2 separate regions of the Mus musculus genome follow, and region 1 is linked to region 2. Evidence: chromatin contacts called from public promoter capture Hi-C data. All regions are on one chromosome and are shown on one strand. Each heading gives the region's core, a stretch centred on a gene start, on an enhancer-like site or on the middle of the called end of the contact. The rest is flanking DNA. Distances are from core to core; before and after follow the strand shown. Region 1 holds the start of Igfn1 (immunoglobulin-like and fibronectin type III domain containing 1). Region 2 holds the start of Snrpe (small nuclear ribonucleoprotein E).

What was found. Promoter capture Hi-C pulls out the DNA fragments that hold promoters and counts their contacts.
Region 1: a promoter capture Hi-C map of liver shows a contact between it and region 2, with 2.1 times the contacts expected there. The contact joins the promoter of Igfn1 here to the promoter of Snrpe in region 2. A contact is called at or near these places in 2 of 39 promoter capture datasets (erythroid cells and liver).

The regions. Positions count from the first base shown.
Region 1 is chr1:136,005,041-136,008,473 of GRCm38.p6, reverse strand. It overlaps Igfn1 (immunoglobulin-like and fibronectin type III domain containing 1), which reads left to right and starts at 2,132. Exons shown (of 27, transcript NM_177642.3): 1 at 2,132-2,153. The coding sequence starts at 2,132. It also overlaps a transcript of Tmem9 not described here.
Region 2 is chr1:133,608,801-133,611,898 of GRCm38.p6, reverse strand. Snrpe (small nuclear ribonucleoprotein E) reads left to right here and starts at 1,619. Exons shown (of 5, transcript NM_009227.3): 1 at 1,619-1,735; 2 at 2,155-2,181; 3 at 2,940-3,002. The coding sequence starts at 1,682.

The DNA of each region.
Region 1 (3,433 bases), core at 883-3,382, 2.4 Mb before region 2:
AACTTTAAAAACAAATTTAAAATGAAAAACAAAAAATTGTCGATCTCATCTGACTTACCTTTGAAAGTGATAAACACGCCCATTTGGATGCTTAGCATTTTACTTAGCGACACACGTGACAAGTCATAACCCTGTGATGAAATACGTGCTAGTCTGGGAACAGCACTTTCCTAGGAGACAGACAAGCTGATGGACTTACACATTCAACAAACAGGTATCGGGTGCCTGTTATGTGTCAAACTCTGCAGGACACCCAGACTCACAAGCCACTGCAAAAATGGAAAGGTTAAATATTTGCCCATGTGGACGCAAAGGGCAAGTGCCCTGTGTGTTTCAGGGATAAAGTGGGTGGGGCTCACCAAGAGAGACTTCCTTCTAAGCCAAGTCCGACCCTAGCCCCGCCTACGGGTAATCTGACATTCCATCTGTCCAATCCTGGTCACCCTGTTCCGAAAGGCTCCACCTCAATCTAGACTCCTGGGCTTTTTTGCAGTTTAGTGCAACAGGTGGCGCCCCCAGAATAAGGACATTTCTGTCCCAGGCCAGCAGCTGTCACCTTAGAAAGATTAAGATTCTCCCACCAGGCGACAAGGCTTGTTGTGCCCGAGACAGATACGGCTCGGATTCCCAGCCCGAGGTAATTAACCCGGAGAAAAATGTGACACATCTCCCGGACCGTCTGCGGTGTAGCGGGCTGCCCACTGGCTTCAGCTTTCCCCAGAGCTTGGAAGGATTTCTGAGAAGGGAGGATCCTGCTGCAGAGCCTCTGTGCTTTCCTGCTGTGGGGGTGCGCGAGCCCCCAGGTCAGGATCTCAACCCACAGCGTTCCTGCCCAGAATGCAAAAGGCTTAGGTCGCTGCGGAAAACCGGGTGAAGACGTACAGCAGAATGTACGGGGTTACTGAGCTCCACGCGCGAGTGCTGGTGGTCTTGCATTGCATTAGGGAGGTCACCGCTCTGTGTCCCAAGGCGGGGTAAGAGGCTAGGTCCCGCTGATCCCAGGAGACATAGCTGCACGGACACACTAATCCACTGTTTTTACACATAATCACTTCACACGCAGAGATTACCTACCTCAGATTGCATTCATAGTTGGCTGGGTTTCCGGGCTTTAAAGGCTTTCAGTTCGCGTTCTGGGGAGCATTGAGAGACCAGAGGCTGACCCAGACTCGCTAATCCTAATCTCTCCAGCTGCCACTCACCCGCCATCAAGGTGTCTCTGTGGGCCCGTTTTTCTCATCTGTTCAAATGGGTTAAGCTGACCTCCTAGGCATGTCCTTATTCTGTGGGTTAAAGGAGAGAATCTTCAGAAAGTTATGGGTTCTTCTGGACTGAGGGTCTCCCATCCTCCTCTGGATGTTCCCCCTAAGAAATTGTGGTTTGGTTCTTAAATTGGTTATAATTAACCAGAAGGAAACCGAACTATTGCTTGGACAGACACTGGTAGCTGGTTGGGGAAGTGGAGTGAGCCTGCTTATTTGCAGGGACTAATTAGCGATGTCCATAAGGATCTCTGCGGCTCTAATGATTCTAGCAGGAGTTTGGAAAATATTCGAGCCAATTGCTCACTCAATAGGGAAACTGAGGCCCAGAGATGGGGAGGTAATTTGCCCAAGTCCAGGCAGCCTAGAGGCAGCCTTGATAGTTCTTTGAGGCTGTTGCAAATCGGCTTCCCTGACCTGGGCCTTCATCCTGGCCCAATTTTAGGATTCTGGACTTTGCCCCATAGGTTTGCTTCCTACTTCCAAAACATTTTGAGTCCCTTAGTAAAGCGTTCCCTAGGCCATGTTTCTCAGGCTGGGAGAAGCAGGAGCCTGGAAAGTTAAAGAGTAGTCATGGGGTGGCAAGGGGTTTAGGGAGGTGAGATCTTCATGGGCACTGTGTACCTGATCTGTTTACAACTTGCTGTTAATAGATGCCATTAATCATAGCCAACTGCAGCTGGCTCAGCCTGGGGAAGAGCAGCAGCCTGCCATCTTTGAGAGGGACGAGCAAGAAGGAATATGGAGGAGGGGGCAGGTTCCTACAGTTACCTGACACAGGAAAACCAGTCCCAGAGGGACATGGCATGAGGACACATGTATGTTAGTGTCTTGTTCAGCCCAGCCAGCCCTCTACTAAATGTCCCAGCATGAATGAGATGCGAACACAAGGTCTGTTAAACATTATGTGCTTAGTGCATACCTTTATTTTTCTTTGTTAAAAGGTATTTATTGGCTTATTTTTGCATACCTTTAAGAAGTTACAGGGCTTTAGTCTGTATGAATGAGGCCCTAGGTTTGATTCCTATCATTGCAAAAAATAAAACCTAGGTGCTGGAGAGATGGCTCAACAGCTAAAAGTGCTCTTTAAGAGGATTCACATTTGATTTCTAGCATCCATAACAAGTTGCTCACAACCATCTGTAATCCAGTTCTAGGAGGTCCAGCACTTTGGTCTCCATGGACACCTGCACTCATGTACACATGTGCCTTACTATATCTATAATTAATAATAAGAGTGAAATTCTTTTTAAAAATAAATAGAAAAATAAATAAATAGAGCCTGGAATTTGGAAGGCCCTACTCTAAATATCAAGGGACTGTGAGGAGAGTTCGCTAGTCTCAATTGCTAGTTACACAGAGGAATCCTAATGTGATTTTTCTCCCATATCAATACAATCACTGGGTACTCAGAGGCCTTTCCTGGTAAGGGGACAGTGTGATATGAGCAGCCAGGTCACTGGGCTCAAGATATAAGTCCCATGTCCAAGATCATACATCTCTTTCTATGACCTCTGATGGTGTCTGTATTTCTCCACGTCTTAGACATTCATAGCACCTACCACTGAGATTCTAGATCCTTTTTGGGTCTATTAGGGTCAAGACCAGGACCTGGTGGACTAGATTTCTAATACTCCAAAACATTAAATATCTAAATATCTGATTAGTACTGATTATTAACTTAAAGAGATCTAGAACCACAGGAAACAAACCTTCAACATGTCTGTGAGGGATTTTCTAAACCAATTGAGATGGGAAGACCCAGGATAACTGTGGGTATCACTGTCCTGTGGCCCGGGGTCCAGGAGAAAGAGAGCTGGATGTTGGCTCTTCATCTCTTTCTGCTTCTTGGCTGAAGATACTATGTGATTACTTATGTCATGCCTGATGCTGTGCCCCCTGCATGATGGATGTGTCCTGTGAGCCAAGGTGACCCTTCCTTCCTTCCTTCCTTCCTTCCTTACATTGCTCCTACCAGATATTCTGCTACAGCAACCGGAAAAATAACTAGTAACCAGAGTGAGGTTGTGGCTGGGACAAATCTGACCGTGTTAGAACTGGTTTCTGGGAAGAATGTGGGGGGCAGGGGGTGGGGAATGGAACTTGGAGCTGGAAAAGCATTAAAGCACAAGCTGAGCTTAGTAGGTCATTCTGATGGGAGTTTGGAAGGC
Region 2 (3,098 bases), core at 370-2,869:
AGACCTTAGGTAAGCAAATTTAGATTCTGTTATTTGACCTAAGTGGTATCTCCTAAAGTGCCAGCCAGTCCCCTTAGATGCCATCCAAAATCCTTTCAAGGCTCAGCTTCCTTGTTAGAAAGAGAATATTTAAATAAATGTTAAATATTAAATATTTTAAAATATTAGATAGACTTTGAACCAGGCCACAAGCCCTGTCCTAACAGAAAACTGAGTAGGCTTGCCTACTACTAACATAGGCATGGTTACTAACTAACATAGGCATGGTTACTAACTAACATAGGCATGGTTAATCAGGTTAATCAGTCCCTTTTCTTGCTACTTGTGTTGTGGGGTGGGGGACGAGGCTTTAACACACACACACACACACACACACACACACACACACACACACACATCCAGATAGCTCCTGACTTACAATTCTTCATCCTAAAGATGGTGTGAAAGCAATATGAATTCTGTAAAAAAAAAAAAATCAGACTTTGCATTTTAAATTTTGATCATTTCCCTGGTAAGCAGCTCTAGGTACTTTCTGGTGAGGTGGGGGGCAGCTGCAGCTTCAAGAAAGGCTGCTATGTTGTGTTGCTAAGCGATGGCATTGAGTAGACTAGGCATATACATTTTCAACAATTTTCTGTGTGCATGTGGAGGCCAAAGGATGTCATCAAGTGTCCTTCTGAGTCACTCTTCACCCTACCTTCTGAGACAGGGTCTCTCATTGAACCTAGGACTTGGCGATTAAGTTAGACTAGTTGGCCATCCAGCCCAGGCACCCTCCTTCCTGTCTCTGGAATTACAGGCATGTAATTTTGTGTAGGTGCTGGTTGACAGACCTCATGTCCCACCTACCGAATCATCTCCCCTGGGCCCAAGGTATCTGCATTAAATGCATTTTTTTTTAACTTACATTTCTAACTTACCTTAAGTTTATCAGGTTGTATACCATGTAGGTTGTTTTGTTTTGAAACAAGGCCTCATGTAGCTTAGATCTGGAACGTACTACTTAGCTTAAGGTCATACTCACCTTGCGCCTTCCACAAGCTGAGATTACAGATGTGTTCTAGGAGCACCTGTGCACTACTACCTCCCTGAATCTTCACCTCCTGTCCCCTTGCGGGACGGAGATGCTGAGGCCTAATGACTTAATTATCACCGGTCACACAACTGAGAGAGATCTGAGTCCAACAAGCCGATTTCAATACCTCCAAGCTAGTTAGATTGCCATCTTCAGTTGCCACTGCAACAGTTAACTCTGCATAAAGGTGATGAGGGTTGAATCTGTTATTGAACAAGCCACAACTCCACCACTGCTTCGGGCATGACCATCTAGACTAGCTCTGGGGCCCAAAACAAATAAGGGGAGTCTGCAGATGGTTCTGGACAAGATGCCGCCTCTAAATTCCAGAGCAGCTCTCAGAAGAGCACCTAGGCAGAGGCAAGCCTCTCAGCCTACCTCCAGGTGGCGCTGTAGGACCGACCTCGACTTCAAAGAGCGGTTGAGTCGGAAGGCCGCCGGCGGAGTCTATCAGCATAGAGAAAAAGCGGCTCCTGGCCTAGAGAGGCGTTCCCCAGGACCGGCCCGCGTCGCCGACGACCACTGCACTTCCGTTTCCGGGTCTTGCTTCCGGAAGTCGCTTTCCGAGGCGGCCTTCCTACTCGTGTGGTCTTTGTGACTTCCACCATGGCGTACCGCGGCCAGGGCCAAAAGGTGCAGAAGGTGATGGTGCAGCCCATCGTATCCTACGCTGCGTGAACTCGGGGCTTTGGGGGCCGTAGGCGCCGTGAGCGTGGGCGGGGAGCCGGGCAGCCCGCTGCGGGCCGCTTCCCGTGAGGCCCTGGGGCGAACGGGGAGGCAGGAAAGCGCGCGGAGTTGAAGGGCGGCGGGAGGCGGGAGGCGGAAGGCGGGCTCCGGGTGGACCCGGCCAGGCTGGCGATCCGCGATGAAAGCGGGGGATACCGAGGAGGAGAGGAGGATGTGGGCCATCGGGAAGGTTGGAGAAACGAGGGCGGTGGGGAGGGAGCGCATGCTCCCGGCGGTCGTTTGTGCTTGCGGATGTAGCCCGGCCGGACCTTGGGGCGCTGGAGAGTCCGGCGCGGTTGGGAGCGGAGGCTCCGCTGTTTGTGTAGTTCTTTTCCTTGATCGCCGTGCTGCAGAACCTTATCTTCAGATACTTGCAAAATGTACGTAAGTTGTTTCCTTACTGTTACTGAAATGAAAGTTGGGCCTGTTTGACTCTTTGTAACAAATTCTCTGTTTCTAGTGCTTAGACTAAAAAATTGGGGGGGGGGGAGAACCAGAGTTGAGGATAAGGTCACAGGGAAAGCGCTAATTATTAATATGTCCGTGCTGACTTAAGGATGCACACAGTTACCATTATTCTGTAAGAACAATGTAATTATATTTACTATTAAAATTACTCTGTAAGAACGATTTGTCATCGGATTTAGCAGTGACAGTTGCATAGTGCTTTTTCCATAGTTGGACTTAGAATGGAGAAAAGACACCAAAGCGGGGTTTGGGGGAGTGGGGGCGTTATATACAGAGAAGCGAGTGGCAAATGCTCTTCTTTGAGGAGATTTTAGCGATGTTTATTTTAGAGTGTTACAACACAGATGAAAAATCGTTTTAAGCCATTGTAATTTTTAATCGCCAGATTCGCTTTGTACTATCCTGTGAACAGTTCTAACTGTAAGTGTATTCATGCCAGAAGCAAAAATAAATTTTCAGAGTAGGAAAATTAGTTTGGACAGGCCTGCCCGAGCACTTATTAAATGTTTCTCAGCAGGTTAACCAGTGTTGCTAGCTCTTAGATGAAGACTAACTAGTTCTAGTTTTTGGCTTATATTTATTGGAATTTTTAAGATAAGTCGTTTATTGTGGAAACAAAGTAATGGAGTGGGATTTGTTTACATTTCTAAAGTCATTATTTTTATTTCAGAGATCTCGAATTCAGGTGTGGCTGTATGAACAAGTGAATATGCGGATAGAAGGTTGTATTATTGTGAGTACCCAGGCTATTTTTCCTCAAGTTGTTATTAAAAAAGACATCTCAGAAGATGGCCAGTAAGAACAATATACAAGGCGTCAAGGACCCAAC